2 separate regions of the Anser cygnoides genome follow, and region 2 is linked to region 1. Evidence: chromatin contacts called from public Hi-C data. All regions are on one chromosome and are shown on one strand. Each heading gives the region's core, a stretch centred on a gene start, on an enhancer-like site or on the middle of the called end of the contact. The rest is flanking DNA. Distances are from core to core; before and after follow the strand shown.

Region 1 (5,645 bases), core at 1,764-4,263:
ATTACATGGTGCTTTTTAAAAGTGTTTATCGAGAGAATTTACAAAAAGTTTACAGACGCTCTGATGGAAAGTCCTTGAGCCTGTTTGTTAGGCTCGGTAACTCCCGGTCTTTGTTGTATAAAGGCTTGGGGCTCCCGTAGGGGTTTTGTACAGTATTCTTCAGTGATGTATCTCGTTTTGTACAAAATGTAATTTCTACGTGTACAACACGTATTAAATATTTTCGACTGTATGAGCCTTAGTCCCTGTTTGTGCCCCCGCCTGGCTCCGGGGGGAGGGCCGCGGGGCGCCGGGCAGGCAGCAGCAGGGTGTGGTTGCTGCATGTCTGTGGCTGGATCCACCCTGCCTCGCCAGAGGCTCGGGGTGGGTTGGAGTCCAGCTCCTCTGGGAGCGGGGAAGAAAGGGAACTTCTGTCGGGGCCGCCGGGGGCCCTTCCAGGTGCTCTGGCCGCTCCTGAGCGGGGAGAGGGGGCTCGGTGGGAGCACGGAGCGCTCCTGCTGCCTGGCGCAGGCTTGTTAATCCACGGGCTGCTGGTGGAGTTGTGCCGTGGGCATGGAGCTGCGGTAGAGCTCGAGGTCTTGCTTAGAAAGTACCTGATGTTCGCTTGGTTTGGGTGGGAGGTGGTTGCTGGGTCCCCGAAACATGTCTGGGCGCAGTCCCAGCGCGGCCGGGTCAAGGGCTGGCGTCCGCCTCCTCGCTCAAAGGTCCGGGGCCGGGGGCGTGTGAGCTGATACTTCCCGGACATAGGCTGTGCTCCTGGCCACTTGCTGCTCTGCCAAAAATATTCCTCCGTACCTCCTGTTTGTTGCTACTTGCAGAAGAGTTAAGACGACGAGTACCGGGGCTTTATTTTTTATTTATTTTTCTCGCTATCGGTAAAGCTATAACTGGGTTGAAGTTCCTGCTCTTAAGGGTGGGGAGAAAAGTTTGGCCTGTGCTTCACAGTGACTGTGGAGCGCCCCAGGGCGCTGTAATTAGACTGAATTGTGGGGGATTTTTTTTCCTGCTTCTCGCTGGGAGATTCACTAGAGGCCTCTCTGCTCCTAATTAATGAACTCTTCCACTGCAGATTACATCTCCTGAAGTAAAGGAAGGCTCGTGTGTGCCCTCCGTGTCGTGCTGTGAAATGCAGCCCGGGATATCTCCCCGGGCATCGGGGCCCACCTCGGGTGGGAGAGCTGGGGAGCAGGCTGGGAGGTGAGCGATGACGAGCACGGCCTCTCAGCTCTTCGCTTTCTCTTACGTGGATGAAATGGGAGCAGCGCCGTACCCTCACGGGGCAGGCTGCGATTTTTACACTTGGTTTCTGTGGCAGCTGCAAGTGCTGGGCTTGGTCCTCCTGAAGTGCTAGGAAATGAAGAATGAGGGAGAAGCCGTCTGGGTCGGGGTGTCGTGGGGGGAGTTCTCCTAGCCTGGGCACGAGGTAGTGGTTCCCATGCGGAAAAGCCCAAGTCTTACCGTCTTCATTTGATTTTCCTTGAAATTTGTACCTGGTGTCTGGTGGGGAAGTCAATTTGGGACTTTTGTCATGAGAGGTTGGCAGGAGGAGAAAGGTGGGAGGTGCGTGGTCTGGGGGCAGGGACGGCCTCTCCCTCCAGCCCTGCCGGAGGGCACGGGTTGCCCTTTGGGTGAGGGGATGGCGATGCCCTCGTGCTCCTGTATGAGTGCAGCTCCTTCCCAAGGCCTGGGGGAGCGCCTTGGTCCCGCTCCTTTGCCAGCAGCATCTCCCTGAGCGCTGCCATGGGCTCGGGGCGCTTGCGCTCTCGGCTCAGCGAGGCGATCAGGAGCAGCTTCGCGTACCCGAAGGCTTCCTGGGCGCCTGGTCCAGCTGCTTCGCGGGTCCCCACGCGGCCGGGGCCCGACTTCCCTTTGGCACACATCGCCTGGCGGCGCTCGTATCTGTCCCACCTCCCAGAGGCGTTGTGCAAGAGCCTCGTGGCCGCCTGCCTCCGACACGCGGCGAGGGCAGCCCCGCGATGCTAGCGCAGCTCCCTTTGGCTGGCGGGAGCGCTGCGCAGCGCTCGCAGCGTGAGCAGGTTCTTGTTTTTCAGCTGCTGAGCGGTGTCCCCGAAGGACCCGGGCCAGCTGGGGCTGCTCCTCGCGTGTTCCCCTGGTGTGTTTTATAACACGCGTGCGGGGCTAAGGAAGCCGTGCCCCGCTGGAAGCAGCAGAACCCCAGAATCGTGGCGTAAATCCAGCGCCCGGGAACAAAGCTGCCCCCCAGCCCAAGCTCAGGGACCGGGTGCCCCGGGAGCAGGCGGCCGTTCCCAGGGCTGCAGCGGCCCCGCTGGCCCCGGGCAAGGGCGGGAGCGGCTCTGTGGTATGCCCCAATTGTTCCCGGCTGGAGATTTTCTGCCTAAGCTGCAGCGGGGCTTCGCTTAGCGAACTGCAGCTCGCCTCCCGAGCCTCCGCCGAGCAGCGTCTCTGCTTCGCGGGGGCTGCTGCGAGCGGCGCTGGTCAAACAAACCGCGCGCTGCTCCCGAAAGGCTGCGGGACTCGGCAGGGACCGCCCGCCCCGGGGTGTGCTGCGTGTCCCCAGGGAGCCACGGGCTGCTGCTGAAGGGATCTGGGAAAGACGGCCGAGACGGGACAGCCGCCGGTACGTTTCGGTTTGTCGCAGAGGGGTCTGCGCCTCCGCTGGAAAATGAGTCTCAAATCGAAACAGACTCGTAATTACCACGCTGAATTAGTTTTGGTATCGGTTTTTCTGCCCTTTTTTTTTTCCCAGCGTCTTGCCTTGTTCCTACAATCCCATTGACACAACCAGGGGCCGCTTTCCTGAATTCATCTGTTCCATCACGCTGCTCCGATCCCTGGCCGCGTCCCCCCGCGCTGAGATGGCCGCAGAGGTGCGGGTGATGGGATGGGACAGATGAGAAGGGACGGGGGAAGCGGCCGGGGGAGAGGCTCGCTGCCCAAACCCGCCACCCCTGCAAACGCTGACGGAAGAAGCAGGAGCACGTGAATGAGCCAGATAAAAATAAAAACTTCCATCACTTGGAAGAGAGGGCGACACCTATGGAAAGTGCCCCACGGGGTCTGGGCGGATGTGACCTAACGGGAGGATGGCAGGGCGCTCGCCTTCCCGGAATAGCAGCGGGCCGCGGGGATGGCTGGAAGCGGCTCCTCCGCGTGGGGCTGGGGCTGGAGCCGGCGGAGGAGGCTGTTCGGAGCTCGGCCCCTGGGGCAGACAGGAGCGGGGGGCTGCCCGGGGAGGACAAGGCATGCCGCGTCAGCTCGCCTCCTGCTGCATTTGGCCGCCGGTGGTCGCGGGCTGCAGCTCCCGGTGCCGCCGCTCTCACTGGGATGCCTGCTGGAGGGAGAGGAGGATTTGTACGCGCTCGTGCCAACGGCGTGAATCACCTCGGCCTTTACAGGGACGGACCCACGCCTCCGGGGCCGGCTGCCAGCCGGCGCTCCCCTCCAGCGAGGCCGAGAGGGGCCGAGGCTCGGCGGAGGCTCCGGGTGCTCCCTCCCCGTGCCCTCCCGGCCCGGTGCGACCCGGCTCGGCCACCCGTCCTTCCCCTGCCCGGGGCAGGCGGTGCGGACTCGGTGCTGCAGCATCCTGCCGGGGCTGTGTCAGCGCTCAGGAATCCGGAGAGAGAGCTGCGGGGAGGGAGGGAAGCCGGGAGGGAGGCCAGCGCCTCGGGGCTGCGCGCCTGCTGGGGCCTCTCCCAGCTGCATGGGGGGCACCGGAGGGAGGGCAGGGGGGTGCTGGGGGAAGAAGAAGAGAAAATCCAGGCCAACGCTGGTCCCGGAGGCAGGGTCAGGGCCGGGCGAGCGCTGGGATATGGGCATAAAGATGAACAAGTCCCTTCTGGTTGTAATTTCTGCTCCCGACGCGCACACCCTGCGGGGCCCCCCCCGGCTGGGCGAGGGCTGCCTGGCCGCGCCGCCCCGGGGGGAGCGGTAATGAAACGCAGAGCTGCCTGGGAGGGCAGGGGAAAAAAAGGCTCCGGCTGAGGTTTTGTGCCTCTGGTTTCCTCCAGCAGAGTGATTTATTGGCGGTGGAGAGGGGGAGGGAAGGGCTCGGAGCGGCGGCGAGGCACATGGCGAGGCAGGTATGGGGCTCCTCCACGTGCCCGATGCTCTGGCACGTCACCCCGTGGCACGTCGCCCCACATCCTTTCACCCCCCCCTCTTCCTCCTCCTCCTCCTCGCCTCCGACCTCAGCTGTCGTCTCCGGTAGCTCAGGGGCTTAATGTGAGCCCCGGGACAGGTCGAGGCACATCCAGCGCCGTGCGTGCAGACGCAGGAAGGAGCACAAACAATCCCCAGGGAAAATATTCCACTGCTGCTCTTCCTGGCATCGAGCAGTACTGGGGGGTGGAAAGACCTTGCCGTAAAAACACTGCGGGGGGCTCAAGCCCCAAATCTGCCTCCTCCTTGGGGACCTCAGCCCGGCCCAGCGAGGGGAAAGCCGCAGAGGGCGCAGCGTCCGCGGGCTCGGCATCGCCGGCGCCACGTGCTGCCCGCCGCTGGACTCTGCCCTCGGCCGCTCTCCTCCTGTTTGCTTTGGCAAGCCCCGGGCGGGACGGCACGAACGGGGCCGGGGGGGGGGGGGGAAAGGAGAACGGGGAGGGAAGTGGAGGAGCGGATGGGGAGCGCGGGGAAGGGCAGGAAGGACACAGCTGGCTCGGAAACGCCAGGAGGGCAGGAAGGAGGGAGCGGAGCCGGGGAGGGATCCCCCTGCAGCCAGGAGGATGCCCCCTCCCTCGCTAAGCCAGGGCCCCATCCCGAGCCCGGCTGGGGTTTCGCTAGCAGCCAGCAGGAGGAAGTGGCTCTTTGAGCAGCAGGGGACAGAAATCCCCATCGGCCTCCAGCCACCGAGCGCGGGCGGTGAGTCGTCCTGCTCTGCCCTTTAAGCCCGCTGCCGCCCTCCCACGCGGGGACCCCGCTGGATTTACCGGGCTCCACGTGCCTGCAGCGGTGACCTGACCCCCCCCGGCGCCCACCCCGTTTGCTCCAGGGAGGATATAAGTGTCCCTGGGGGTCCTTGGCACAGCGGGGAGGCCGGGAGGAGCCGTACCCCGAAGAAGTTGCCTCTGCTGCTTGGGGATCGGGGTGAATTCATTCAGTCGATGAGCTTGGAGGGAACCCAGCGCCTCGGGGTGCTGCTCAGCACCCTGCTGGCTCCGCTTGGTCCCTGAGTCTGCTGCGGAGCTGCCCGAAGGAGGCTGCAGGAAGAGGAGAGGCGGCTGCTCGCGGTGCCACCACCGATGCGCCGACGTCCCCAGGGCCTCTGGGCGCAGCCCGGGCTGACGACGTCCTTCTGCTGCCCGCTGCTCCTCGGGGATGTGGGAGAAGAGGAGCCGGCGGGGCTGGAGGCAGGCTGCAGCAGCCCTCCTCCTCCTCCTTCCTTTCCTTGTGCAGCAAAGCCCTCTCGTGGAGGCCTGCAGTAGCTTGCCAGCGAGCGGCTGCCTGCTGCGCTGCCAGCCAGCACCCCGGGGCCCCGCAGGGTGCTGTGGGGTCCCTGGAGCACCCCGACACCTCCCAGCAGAGCCCTCTTGTTCCTCAGTTGGGCCTCCAGCCTCCCACCCACATAGCACGAGGGCTCGGGGGGCTGCTCTGCCTCCACCCCTCAGCGTGACGGTCCCCGGGGCGAGCTCCCGGGACCCCTGGTACCCCTCCTGGTGATTTCTGGG
Region 2 (5,836 bases), core at 1,160-3,659, 140 kb before region 1:
GTCCCGTAAGGAGATCTTGGCCACCTTGGCAGCGCTGCGTGCCCGGGAGCCCAGCCCGATCCTGCCCTGGCCCCCTCCGCCCATTTCACAGGTGGGCAAAGTGAGGCAGAGAGGGGGGCAACACAAGGAGATAGGCGCAGGAGGTTGGCACTGTGTGCCTGGGGCTGGGGACAGAGAGATGTCCTGCGTGTGACTGGTTCTGTCTGTACAGCTACGGGCTTGACGAAGTATTTGAGACAAATTATCTGAAGCGCGCGGCCTCCGCTCGGTTTCTGTCTGGTCTCCATGGTGAGAGGCCACGACGCCCTCCCTGCTCTAGCACCTGCGGCTCGATTTCTCTCAGTTTGTCCTTGCCTTTCTTTCAGGAGCAACTGCATGGAGGGCCTGATCCTCCCACCCGACCCCGGCTTCAGCAGGCACGGGAGAGGGTGCAAGGCACCCACAGAGCCTTTAGGGTGGGACGGAGGCAGTGAGGACATGGTCTTCAGGCTCCAAAATGCTCAGCTGCCTGTGTGGGATATGGCAACCACCTCCTCAGCTAAGCCCTCCTTACATTCCTTTTTTTTCCACAGCAGACAAAGAAAGGGGGTAATTAAGGCTGCCTCGTTTTGCCATGGGAGACGCCTGTCGATGGTAGAGGGCTGGAGGCACGCGTGCCGTGCTCGCAGGTTCTACCTGCAGGCTGGCCTCTTGTTCGCATGCAGTAAAGGGGATCTGGGAGAAAAGCATGTAATTAGTGCAGCTGCCATATAGTTTTTGTAGATATCAATAAAACATTGATTCCCTCCTTCTGTAAGCTCCTGTGCCGCAGTGCATACAAATGGCCCCGATGGCTTCTCCCTGAAGCAGCCAACGCCGTGGCCGCCCGGCTGTCCAGAGGTTGCAAATAATGGGTTTTGTGTGCAGGGAGGCACATCACCGCTAAATAACGTGGTTTGGGTCGGTTGGATGAGAAGTTGTATGGCATTTTCCTTTTCAAGCTTAAGGAAAAAATAAAAAGAAAAGAAAGAGAAATCTCGTTTTTGTTTGACTGACAGTGTTTTGTTTGGTGTGAAGCTAAAAAAAAATCAAAAAGCTCCGTTTCCATCTTGCTTCACTCAGCCTCTCGCCCCGTCCATCTCCTTTCCCATCTCCTGACATGTCTGTGTGAAAACCACAGAGGAGACGTTTGTTTTGGGGCATGAACCTGGCCGCTCTTCACGGGGAACAGCAAAATAAACGCCACTTATTTTTTTGTCCTGTCCCAATGGTGGTGTGTAGCTCACATTCGGACTGTCCCGTTCCCATAACCCCCTAAACCTCTGTTTCGTGCTGTTCATTGACACCCCTCGTCCTGTACCGGCGCTCAGTGGGGAGGAGAACATATGAAAAACCAACAGCCGCTGCTCAGTTCTGCAGCGCTGTCCCTGGGCAACCCAATACCTTGACCACGCTTCTTAAGCAGTGTGCTGATGAGCCCCGCAGCGGGGCTGGCTGGACGGGGTTTGGGGGCAGCGGGAAGCCCACGGTGATGCTGCGGGGCTGGGGGGCTTGTGCCCAACCAAGCCTTTGAGAGGCTGGCCGGTATATGCCTCTGCGTGGTTTTCCCTCTGAAAGACTGTTTTTCTATGGCCTCTTTTGAAGACTCCTTCTCCCCAGCAATACAGGATCTTTAAAAGTATATATTTTTAAAAGAAAAACACGCTATTTATAAATTATTCTATATGCTCTCAACAAAGCATGTGCCAGACTGCGCTGGCGGAAAGCCCACTCCCGACTCCTCCTCGTTGGGTTTAAAAAAAGCAAGTAACGCCGGTTCTTTTATCTTTTCCTGGCCGAAACAGCACGGAGAGAGTCGTGGTGCAAATGGGAACAGGGAAGGGGCTGGCGCAGCGTGGTGCCACCACGGCCCCTGGGTGCCCTGCTCCGGTGGCAGGGGGACCCGGAGATGTGGCTGGGGACCATGGCGATGGGCAGGGAGAGGAGCCCGGCCTCTGCTGTGCCTCTGCCACCGTGGTTTATCAGCGATAACCACCTGCCCCGTGGCGGCTGGGAAGCGACCTGAGGTGCAGGGGATGGGGGGTTTCTCTGGTTACTCCGGGTGCTGGGTTTGCGGACTGCAGCGCCCAGGACACCCGCTGGCTGCCCGCCACCCCCGGGGTGACGCGCTGTGTGCTCCCACGCGGCCCCACGGCCAGCTTTTGGGGCAAAACCCACAAAAAACCGTCCTCCAGCCCCGCGCGTAGGGGCGGGGCCAGCTCTGAGGCGACGAGGAGGAGGCGGGGCCTCGCCGAGCCACGCCCCCACCCCGCCGAAACCCCGCCCCCGGCGGGCGGTGCCGGCGGTTGCCGTGGCGACGCGGCCGTGCCGGCGGCGGGCTGGGCGGCGGGGCGGGGCGGGGAGGCGGGGCGGCAAGATGGCGGCGGCGGCGGCGGCCGGGGAGGCGGCGGCGGCGGCGGGGCGGCGCTGAGCCGAGCCGAGCCGAGCCGAGCCGAGCCGAGCCGAGGAGGAGGCCCCGCGGCGGCGCCTGAGGAGCAGCGGGGCGGGCGGGCGGGGGCCCATGTGCGGCGGCGGAGGCCCCCCCCCGCCCCCCAGTACCGGCGGCGGCGGCCCGTTGGCGGCCAGGCGCCGCTGAAGAGGCTCGGAGCGAGCGAGGCGGCGGCAGAGGAGGAGGAGGAGGAGGAGGAGGCGGCAGGATGAAGTTCGCCGAGCACCTGGCGGCGCACATCACCCCCGAGTGGCGGAAGCAGTACATCCAGTATGAGGTGGGGGCTGCCCCTGCCCGGTCCCACCGGCGGAGGCACCGGGAGGGGGGCGCAGGCCGGGGCGGGGGGGAGGCCGCCGCCGCCGTTCCCCTCAGCGAGGGGCAGCGCGGAGGGATGGGGCCGCGGGGGCTGTCCGCGCCCAGCCCGTTTTCTCCTCTACCCTCTCGGCCTAGCGGGAAGGTCAGAAGAACGGGGGGTGAATCAGAAATCACCCCAAGGCAGCACCGTCTCGTGGAGCCCGGTACCGGAGGTCCCCCCCGAGCCTCCTCCAGCCCCCTCTGGGGGTGCTGGGCTTGGCCCGGCCCCCCCCCTGCAGCTCCCGGTGCCTGCTGTGGGAAGGTCGCGCTGACACCTCAGCAGCTCAACCCGGGCTCCTGCCCGCTGTTAGGCTTTGGGCTGGTGCTCAGGGAGGCCGTTATCCCCGGTAAAACCGCTGCTTATTTCGCTGTCACCGCTTCGAGATATTCTCCCCAGCAGCACCGGTCATCTCCGCGAGTAATAATTAAACCTGGCCGGCTGAAAGCTGATTCCAGGAGAGCCGTCGGCAGCGGGCTTCTTGACCCGCTGAGCCAGGCAAAAAAAAAACACTCAACGCTTGTTATCATTCGAGGGCCAGGGTTTTCTCTCTGGAACCATAATAGTGATTTATTTCTCATATCCCTATGAAGCTGTCTGCTCTCGCAAGGAAACCGTGTTTATCTTAGCTTGCTGTGTTATTCTTGTCGGACTTGAAAAGTTTATATCTTCCCTTTTGACCACTCCTTTGTTTTCCATTACCTGAGTGCAAAGGAATGGATGTCTAAAGAAAAACTGCAGGCAGGTTTCACTTTAGAACAAAATTGTGATCTACCTGAGTTATTTGCAAACGAGCTGCCCAAGTAACACATCAGTTTTTGCGAAGGAGGGAGCCCATTGTCTCAGTACGGTAGCAGATTAGTTCTGCATCGGGTCTCTGATGCATTATCTGTGCGAGAGCTCTTGGGGTTGTTTTCTGCTTTTGGGAGCAGAAAACTTGCGTGTGGTCCTAAGGGAAGGCTCGGAGGTGGGGCTGGAGGGGAAGTCAAGGAGGAAAAAAGATGTGCAGAAGGCTTCGCTCCTGGCTGACCAGATGGAAGTCGAGGGAGGGTGAAGGAGACCTAGCGAACTATGACACCTCGATTAAGGCGTGAAGAACTCTGCTGCGCATTGGCCGCTGCTTTCATTACAGGAGGTTAATTTTCAGATGTTTTAACTAGGGCACTGATATTCTCTCTTTCTCCCTTCCCCCATCCCAGTTTAAAATAAAGGTAGATTTCAGTAAAATCTTCCTTATAGATGTTTCCCTTTCTAGACATAGCGTTCTCCTCGTTGGACAGATAGCGATAGCTGAATATTGAGTGAATTAAAATAAAAACCCCACCCTCCCTTTTAGTAGTAAGTTTCAAAACTCTTTGTTAGCCTTGTAGCTGGCTGAACGTGAGTCAGCCTGCTGCTCATGCATATTCCAGTAGTGCAATAGTCTGGCATTTATTATTCAGTGGCTGGTGGTCGTGTGGAGCGCGGCGCTACCTTGGTTTACTTGTTGGTGATACTCGAGGCAAGAAGCATGCAACCCTCCTTTGTCAAGAGAAATGCCAAGCTGTTGCTTGGCAAATGTTGCTTTCATTATTTGTGTGCAATACTTCTTACATTGTGCATCGTAGTAATTTTTTTTTCTAAAAATGTATGTGTATAATTCATTTAAATATCTTAACGTGGTTTTTTATTTGACAGTTTATATCTTCTCCTTAATTAAAGCAGTAATCAGTTACCATTTCGGAGTGAGAGATCCCATTGTGTTTAACTCGGAAAAGATCAGTCCCATTTGCAGGGACTTACCACGACAGGTTAGTGATGATAATGAAAGGACCGGAAGATGGAATAGCAATTGTCTTCAAGGCAGTCTGTTGATAAGGCTTACATGTAGTCATCTGATTTTTCAACTCTGATGTCCGTAGCTTTTTCCATTGGAGAGCAGGTGACTTTCACGCAGCCCCTAAGTCTTGTAAGACCCTGAGGTCCTCTCCAGGTGGGAAGGCTCTGGTTTGAAGACAAGCGAGGCTACAAGGAGCTCTGCCTTGCACAAATGGCCAATAAGACTAGGAGGATGTAATCTGTTGCTGATGATGTCAAGAAGAAGAATGAGGCAATGTTTTAAATATCTGAATGTGTAGTTTCACTTTCAGATGGTCTTTGATTTACAGCCCTCTTTTTGATTTACAGCCCTCTGAGTTGTTATCAGTAATGCGATCTTTCCCTCAAACAGTGACCCGTTTAATTACTGTAACTGTGATTGTAGGAAGTGTGCAAGTTGCCCAGACTTGGGGCGGGTACTTGGTCCATGGAAGAGTTTAATGAAAATGAATAGATTTTTCCCCTGTCTAAACAAGGAAAAAGATATACTTTGATACCTATAGCTTGGATTCTTATTTTTTTTTCAGCAAAAGCACTGCAGTGCCATTACTGTGTGTCTGTTTTTTAAGAAAGAGCAGTTGGCAAGTGAAAAAGAAGAATGGTGATGCATACTGCTCCGTCTCATTCAGCTTTTCACAAAGACATGGGCTGTGACTGAGTGAGCATTTACACAGTGTTTTACAAAAACCTCGGTTGACTTGATTTGACTTTTCACTCTAAAGATTGCTCACATCTTTAGATTTGCACCTGCTGCCCTCTCTGTGCTAAGGCCAGGTCCGAGCGCCTTGGCTTGGGGTGTCTGGCACCCTGTTGTCTGCAGAGCTAGTGGCCTCCCCAGCGGGGTAAAGGCTCGCTCCAGCACTGCTTCTTGCCTTAAAACCTTAGGTTTTGAACCCTTCCTTTACTCTTTGATTCCTTCGGTGTGAAAACATGAGACGAAACAAAATCCAGTCTTTGTGTCAGACAACAGAATTTGCTTTTTAACATAGAATTGAACAAATTAAGGTGACTCACGGATGAATTTCAGCTGATGCTTTCTTTCTGAACCCATTCTTTACTGCATTTAATGTGTGTTTGTAGATGCAGTGGAACTGTTGGATTGCCGGGCCTCTGCTTATCCTTAATCATGATGCAAATTTCCTCTGCCAGTGTGTACCTCT

What was found. Hi-C and Micro-C count contacts between places; a contact is called where the count stands out from the background.
Region 2: a contact with region 1 is called in a Hi-C map of liver, with 6 times the contacts expected there. The contact joins the promoter of XPR1 here to the promoter of CACNA1E in region 1. A contact is called at or near these places in 3 of 7 Hi-C or Micro-C datasets (all in liver).

What each region holds. Positions count from the first base shown.
Region 1 is chr8:11,972,821-11,978,465 of Taihu_goose_T2T_genome, reverse strand. CACNA1E (calcium voltage-gated channel subunit alpha1 E) reads left to right here and starts at 3,013. Exons shown (of 48, transcript XM_067001526.1): 1 at 3,013-4,839. It overlaps IER5 (immediate early response 5), which reads left to right. Exons shown (of 1, transcript XM_048054234.2): 1 at 1-232.
Region 2 is chr8:12,112,766-12,118,601 of Taihu_goose_T2T_genome, reverse strand. XPR1 (xenotropic and polytropic retrovirus receptor 1) reads left to right here and starts at 2,409. Exons shown (of 15, transcript XM_048054236.2): 1 at 2,409-2,744. The coding sequence starts at 2,676.